Linked DNA regions of Mus musculus: region 1 is linked to region 2. The links are chromatin contacts, called in public Hi-C maps. All regions are on one chromosome and are shown on one strand. Each heading gives the region's core, a stretch centred on a gene start, on an enhancer-like site or on the middle of the called end of the contact. The rest is flanking DNA. Distances are from core to core; before and after follow the strand shown. Region 1 has its middle 48 kb from the start of Gm34972. Region 2 overlaps Gm34799 (a long non-coding RNA gene).

Region 1 (3,722 bases), core at 431-2,930, 250 kb before region 2:
AAGTACCCCTCAAAGGTCAGAGCAGTGGTGTGTGTCTTTAACCCAGAACTCTGGAGGCAGAGGTAGGCAGATCTCAAGAAATAACCTCTCTAAAGCCTGTCCCACTGTAGGGGTAGAAGGAAGTCTAGGTTCACTGGATCCTGCCTTATATCTCTCCAAAGTCTCCCCATAAGCCTCAAGGGAAGAGCTGCCATGTGTCCGCCAATCTAACAAAGCAAACACACACACTTCAAAACTAAGAAACCTAGCTTCTTCCATGCCTTTGGTTTTGAAGAGACCGCCCATTACTTCTTATTAAGTCCTGCTGGGTGTGGTTGTTATGGGAGAGGATCACTCTGGTTAATTCTCCATGGTGTGCTTTTAATAATTTGGTGGCATTTGACTAACATGTAAAAAACATACCTGTCAGGTCAAAATTAAATTTTCAGTAAGTCTGTTTGTGATCACTTGACAAATATCAGGGCCACAGTTGTCCTGATGCCAGAAACTGTGATTAGCTCAAATTCTTGAGACCTATTTTAAGAAGAAACAACTCAGGCAGACGTGTCAAGGAATACCTGGAGAGGCACTCAATGGGAGTTTTAGTCACAGGGTCTCTTCTCCCAGTCATCCGTTGTCTGTGAGATCTCAGAGCCTTGGTCCAGTAGCCCATCCTTACAACGTGTTCCCCAGTCCCATGGCATCTACAGCACCTGCTTAATGCTGAGCCAGATGTTCAGGCCTGGGATGGGGTCTGACACTTAGATATTCATGGTCCTCCAGGTAAAGTCATACTGTGTTTAAAGACAAAGTGAGTTTCATCTGGTGTCGGGACAGGAGCTACAGTGAATACGACCCACCCTCCAAAGGCTCAAGCTTGGACTAGGTGCAGAGTGCAGCTGTAGAGGGCTTTCCTAGTATAGGTAAAGACCTGGCTTTATTCCCAGCACTGAAAAGGGGGTGGGGGAGCCCATTCCCAAAGGATATCTGTATCTTGGCAATGTTTTCTTTAGTCAGTCAAAAATACCTGGTTCCCATGGTGATGAGTAATTGGGATGTAAATCATGGATACGGATACAAATGAGACAGCCTCTCGGGAGTTTAATATTTGACTTGTATTGCTATGACAAGGATACTATAGCATTTCCCTAGTTCTGGATGTGGTTTAACCACATCCTTAATTCGATCCTCTCTCCCAACTGTAGAATCAGGGTACATCAGAAGCCACTCTTGAGATGAAATTTCAGCTTGGGCACATAAGCCATGCTGGGAATGAGTTTGTAAAAATACAAAAGCAGCTGTTTGAGATGCAGATGGTGATTTTACAAAGTGTCTACGGATGGCTGGAAGTGAGGAATGGGGGGAGACCATGCACTTTCTGTTGCCTCTGAAACAGGCCTGTGATGGGTGGCCCTCAGGCCAGGTAGGTCTTGATGCATTCAGGGCAGTTGTACCCATTGTCATGGATAGCCAGGAGGAATGCTTCACCCAAATCCAGAGACTGATGGACAGAAACTCATTACCAGGGAGGTTCTGAAAGAATTTATAGAATGTTTTCCCTGGCAAACAGACCAGAGCAGGCAGGAAAACAGTTTGCATCTGTCCAGGTCTTCAGGGACACTCATCTCAAGAAGAGCAGAAGAAACCAAATCCTAAAGTTGGTGGAAGACAAGGAGACAGCTTGTGACTGAGGGAAAACTAGTTATGTTTAGACTTGGCAAATGACTGGCACTATTTGTCAAACATATGGGACTTTAAACCACCAGGCTGTAATTGCAATTGGTGACATCATGGTTCTGTTTAAAAATTAAGCAAAAAATATTCTGCCTCAAGATTATGTGAACAAATTTCCCCAGCTTGGTGTTTCTTTGTAGCTTTTTCCTTTCTCACCTCTAAGGGGGTTTACAGAAGTGAGAGAGGAGGGCTGGGATGGAGCTCAGTTGGCAGAGTGCCTGCACAACTCCCCAGATTCATCCTCAGCAAAGCCAAATCCAGCCTGGTGGCACACACCTTTAATTCCAGCACGCAGGAAGCAGAGGCAGGAAGATCAGGGGTTCAAAGCCACCCCTAGCTACATAAGGATTTCAAGGTCAGTCTGGGTTGAAGATCTTGTCTAAAAAGCACTAAATAAACAAACTAAGAGGCCCTGGGATAGACCCTGAGACCCTGACAGTGAGAATTGTGTCAGAGACTTTAACCTTTTATATCAGTTGTAACAAGGGGCTGTGTCATGGTCTAAAAGACTTAGAAGGCCTTAAATGTGTCACCAGAGAAGGCTACCCAGGTAGGTCGATGTGTTCTGTGGTCAAGATGGATAGCCCTGACAGCCAGAGAGGTGACCTTTCTCAACTGCTGTGTGGCAAGCACTTCTGTGAGATGCTGTACAGATGTAATAAAAGCCTGTCATCTAGATGATTTCTGCAATTAAAGTTGGCTCAGACACAGAGGAAAATTGCCTTAGAAATGTAAGTGTCTGTTTTGTTCAACACAGCAGTGGAGAAGATCCTGTGTCGATGCCAGGTTGGCCGTCCTGGATTCAAGCAGGTGTTAGATGGGGATTCTGGTGGCTCTTCCTACATTCCTTGTAGCTCTGGTACTGGGTCTCAGAACATTTTCCACCTCACAACCTTTTCCCTCTAACATGGCCAGTTAGGACTTCAGGTATCTAATTCCTAGCTCCTACATTGAACCACGACATGTTGCCGAGCCAGTCAGTCCTCACTGTGGGCTGAGGGCTTACTGGACAGGAAATTGGGAAATTGGATTTATCATTCTTATTTGCTCTGATTTTCTATTTTTTCCCCATAGCTACAAAATGAGACAAATATTGAGCATGATTATGAAATACAAGGAAAAAAATCCTTGCTATTTAAGTACGGTGTTTGCTTTACTGGGTATCATGCTGAGATTCATTTTCTGAATCATATAAAGTTGGGAATAGTCTATAAGATTTTTATGCATCCTTCATTCTCTCCATTGATCTTAAAGGAAAGCCCTGCACCCTCCTTGCTAATTTGTCTCAAAATCAGTTTAATCAACGAATGGATCCTCATACCTAGGCCTCCTTTGGAACTGTAGTGAAGTGTGACAACCACTATTTTTAGATGTTGTTGGCTCTATCCCTGAATTCAAAGAGAGCAAAGTGCTTCTCGGGTGGTACCGGAGCTCTGGCCACCAATGCTACCCTTTGACCTAGCAGCAGAAGCAGAAGGGAAAGCCATGCAGACAGCCTGAGAATGTGTTCACTGAGAAGCAAGGTACACAGCTTCCATGCAAGGAGTTAGCCTGCCTAGAATGTCTACCCAACCTGCCTGGGACTCAGGCGGCTGTCCCAGAGGGATGCTCACCCACTCAGCCAGAGGGCCATGGATGTGGGATGCTGGGAAAACATGATCTCCACAGTTGCTTCAGTTGGTGTCATATGGGGAGACACTGAGCCAGTCCTGGTGATGATGGAATGAACAGACACCCTTTGGCTCCCCACACTGCCCTAGGCCTCCAGGACACACCGGGAAGACCAGCAGCTTGGAAAACTGCCTCCTTTGAAATGTTTAGCTAAACAGGAACCTGAAAAGAAAGCTGGACTGTTAGTAACATCCGGCCTTGCTCTGTCTTTTGTGTCTGGCTTCTCCCCAGCCCACACCCTTCACTAGAAGCCAACATCATCTCCTTCCTGTAGGAGCGGAAGCCAGGGCTGTGCTCTAAGTGATGGACAAGAGAAGGCAGTGCTCCCCCCAACTCCC
Region 2 (3,586 bases), core at 258-2,757:
AATACATATGTTGCTTCCCTAGTGCCCAGGACACAGAGTGTCCTCAAAAGGACATGATTACGCTGTTTTCTCTTTGTCAGAGCACTGTCTACATATACACTCTGTGCCAAGCACTGGAAATGGCAATGGCCACACCACCTCCTTCAAGGCATTCTCCTGTGAGGGAGAGACATTTAAGCCACTGAGGATGAGAGCATCACACATGTTGAGAACACAGCCACTTCTTCACATACTTTCGAGAATAAAATCTGTTGAGTGACTGAGCAAATGATTGCCAAGAGAGAAGCATGGGGTCATAGGCAGACCTGTTCGATGCAAGAACAGAGGTGCGGGTGAACCCATTTACAGGACTCTGGTGGGAGGGGTCTGTCCCGCCAGACAGTTAAACTGAAGAAGACATGCTTGTCTCCGGTCCAACCTGTGCCAGACGTTTGGAGATGGAAACGCTCTATAGCAAGTGGCCCTGGTTAGAGAGATGAACTGCTGTAGGTCAAGAGAGCAAAAAACAAAGGAAACAGCAAATTCCAGGAGGTGAAGGACGCGCTGCTCTAAAAGACTTAAGAGAAACTGGCTGGAAAGAGACTCCCAGAGAGGAAGTGATCGGGAGGCAACTTTGAACCAAGAAACACTAATCACAGCCCCTCACCCACACTCTTCTCCAGACTCATCCGCAGAGCACGTTGCCTGCCTCCTGTCCTTAGAACTGCATCTTGGCATGACTTGTGTTTAGAAAGATGAGGACACTGTGGATTTTAATTCTAATGAGGGACATAGGCGCTTGACATAGTGACATTTGTTTAATACCTTGTGCTCCATGTTAAAAAGGTCCTCCATCTATTTTTCTGGCCTAGAACATAAATGGAGGCCTAGGAGGCAAAGGAGGACACTCCGGTGCTCAGCCCCCCCCCCCCCCCCCCCACACACACACAGAGCCAGCCACTCACCAGAGCTCTTGGGTGTTGCTGAGACAATTCAGTCATTTTTGCCAAAAGTTTATAATGAAAGAGAGTAAAGGCCCCTCACCCCTCATGGCAGCTGCCTTCCTGCTCTCTCTCTCGGCTTCACTTTTCCATTTCCCAGCTGGTAAAAGCCTGAGAGAGAAAGTGCAGACTGACAGTGTCACCCATCTCATGTTTTGCCAGCAAGGACATCATAAACAAAATCAAATAGCTACTCTATCTTACAGAGCATTATAATTGCACAAGGAAAAGGATATTTGACATGGAAGGCAGGATGGAAAATTAATTTCTCAAATAAGACAATATTCATGACTGTATTTAAGTTTACAGAAAACTCCTTCTGTCATTTTTTCCCCCTCATTTTGCCATGAACGAATAAAATTTGGCAAGGGTCAGCAGTAGTTCCCCCAAACACTTTTTATGCCTGACTCCTGGACTCAACACTTAGATGCTGGAAGAATCTGATATTTCTTCTGCCCCTCTATCAACAGTGGCCATTCATAGCCAACAGCAACTATTCACAGCCAAATGACTCATCGTGGCTGCAGACAAACAAGTCAATCTCGTTCCTGTTCTTGCTTTCTGAAAAACATTTCTGGCTTCATGTAGTGCTCAGCCTGGGATGCACTCAGCTGGTGGTTCCCCAGTTATCCAGGACAAAACCACCATTCCCAGGTCCCCGGCTCTGGCAGAACTAAGTCAATGCTGGACCACAGACTTTTGCGTGTGCTTCAAACATTAAATCCTAAAGTACAGTAGGGAGAGATCCATAGTGCCCCTGGCCCTTCCTTTGTGGATCAAGGCTGAGATGGTCTTTATGCCATCTGGAGGTGGTATTGGAGCATGACAACCATGTCAGGTGACCTGCCATTTCCTTAAGCACCAACAGCAGTGTGGTATGAAACATCTTGCCCACATGTAATCCCAGTTTTCCTGTAAGTATGTGTGTATCTGTATTTGTGCAGGTTCTCTCATGTGTGCAAGAATGTGTAGAGGCCAGCATTAACATTGAGCTGCCTCTGTCCATTGCTTTGCTGACTGATTTTTTTTTTTTTTTAGACACTCTTTCACTGAACCTGGAAGCTCACTATGTCTGTTGAATTAGCTGGTCATGGGGCCCCCAGGGTCCTTGCCCCATGCCGGGTTACAGCTGTGTATTGCTACCAGCAGCCTTTCATATGGATGCTGCAGACCCAAGCTCAGATTCCTATGCGTATGTAGCAAGTACTGCAGCCACGGAGCCATCTCCTCACTGTCTTAGAATGGTCACAATCTTCTGTGATTCACCCAACTGCATACTAAACTTCCTAGTTTTATGGTTTGTATTGGGACAAGTCCTCTGCCTTTTGACAACACTACTGTAAGCAACTTGGTCTATGGAGATCTAGATTCCTAATGTTTGCATAGGGCTGAAAGTGTGTTTGGTCCACATATGTGGCTGTTGTTTGCTTTTGGTTTATAGGGTTATGGGTGCACAGGTACAGTTTAAGGCAGTGGTGTCTGGAGAGGCCTATGTTTGCAGGAAGCAATTAGAGTGTGAATAGAGCTCTCATCTGTGGTTCTATTTCTGTGCTCTTCAGTGTCTATGATTCAATTAATTGTACCTTTGTTTGACTTGAAGAATCTATTGAGGAATATACTTGAAATGAAAGAGTAAGTGGCTCCATTGAAATGCATCCACTTCTCAAGCTTTGATGCTCTGATGCAGGTATAGTGTGAAGGCCTCGAGGTACTTGACATCAACAAGTGTCCGCTAGTGTCTCAGAGTGTGTTGCGATCTGTTCACAGCCCTGATTTATTAGGAGAAGCCTTGACATTGACATGCTTGGAAGCATAGTACAGCCATTTCTGTGCCCTCTCCCTTTGTCTTGGCTTATAGGGCCAGGGGGTTTCTAACCCTATCCTAGTCCTGTCTCATTGGTCTTGTTCCCTAGTTGTCACCACACCCTCCCTTCCCATCCACCTCAACTGGAGGGAAGGAAGAAGAGGCTCTCTGAATCTGCATGGGGTAAGGGACAAACAGACCCTGCAGTAATTCCAGTGTGGTTAGGACTGGATATGAAGAGTACTCTCTGGTCTCTCGTTATCCACGTTCATTCTTATAACTCTCCTGGCTAATGGGCAGAGCACCCCTGAAGAGGATAATGTCAGTAATGGGCCATGCGTGGCCACTGTATCAGGGCTAACCTATTTACAGCCCTATACACCTTTCTTCCCTGCCAGCATCAGACCCTATAATTTCTGTTTTCTGAAAGAGAGGGAGTTTCTCAGGCTTCATTCATGGCCGTTTGGGTCCAGATCCAATCTTTTTGGTGCTGTTCCTTCTGAATGTTACCTCACAGCCCCATTGTGAGTGGGAGTGACTGGACAAGAGTGATGGGGACTAAGTTGGAAGATAGGGAACTTGGGACTCGCTGAGGGCTACCCTGGTACTAGCAGTACAAATCCGTCTCTAGGTTTTGAGTTTGAGTTTTCCAAACATAAGGACAGTCAACGGGCTGTTGCTGAACATTCCATTGACATTCCATAAACAGCCAATTAACATGCATTAGTACCTCACCTGACAGAATTTAGCACCCTGTGGGAGACAGGCCTCAGGGCTTGCCTAAGGGGGACTCTTGATTGCA

The links. A called contact is a pair of places that touch in the nucleus more often than the background predicts.
Region 1: a contact with region 2 is called in a Hi-C map of cortical neurons, with 2.7 times the contacts expected there. The contact joins two enhancer-like sites. A contact is called at or near these places in 4 of 484 Hi-C or Micro-C datasets (cerebral cortex, cortical neurons and muscle stem cells) and 1 of 115 datasets of contacts at active chromatin or transcription factors (pancreatic cancer cells).

Annotation. Positions count from the first base shown.
Region 1 is chr17:10,095,894-10,099,615 of GRCm38.p6, reverse strand. No RefSeq gene overlaps it. Among named protein-coding and RNA genes, the nearest start is that of Gm34972, 48 kb to the left of the region's middle. Within about 2 kb of position 1,680, at least 23 of the 459 cell types and tissues checked have an H3K27ac peak or open chromatin away from gene starts, as enhancers often do. A contact at or near this core is called in cortical neurons and pancreatic cancer cells, where this site is marked.
Region 2 is chr17:9,843,847-9,847,432 of GRCm38.p6, reverse strand. It overlaps Gm34799 (a long non-coding RNA gene), which reads left to right. Exons shown (of 2, transcript XR_003952248.1): 2 at 1-2,725. Among named protein-coding and RNA genes, the nearest start is that of Gm34799, 61 kb to the left of the region's middle. Within about 2 kb of position 1,507, at least 40 of the 459 cell types and tissues checked have an H3K27ac peak or open chromatin away from gene starts, as enhancers often do. A contact at or near this core is called in cortical neurons and pancreatic cancer cells, where this site is marked.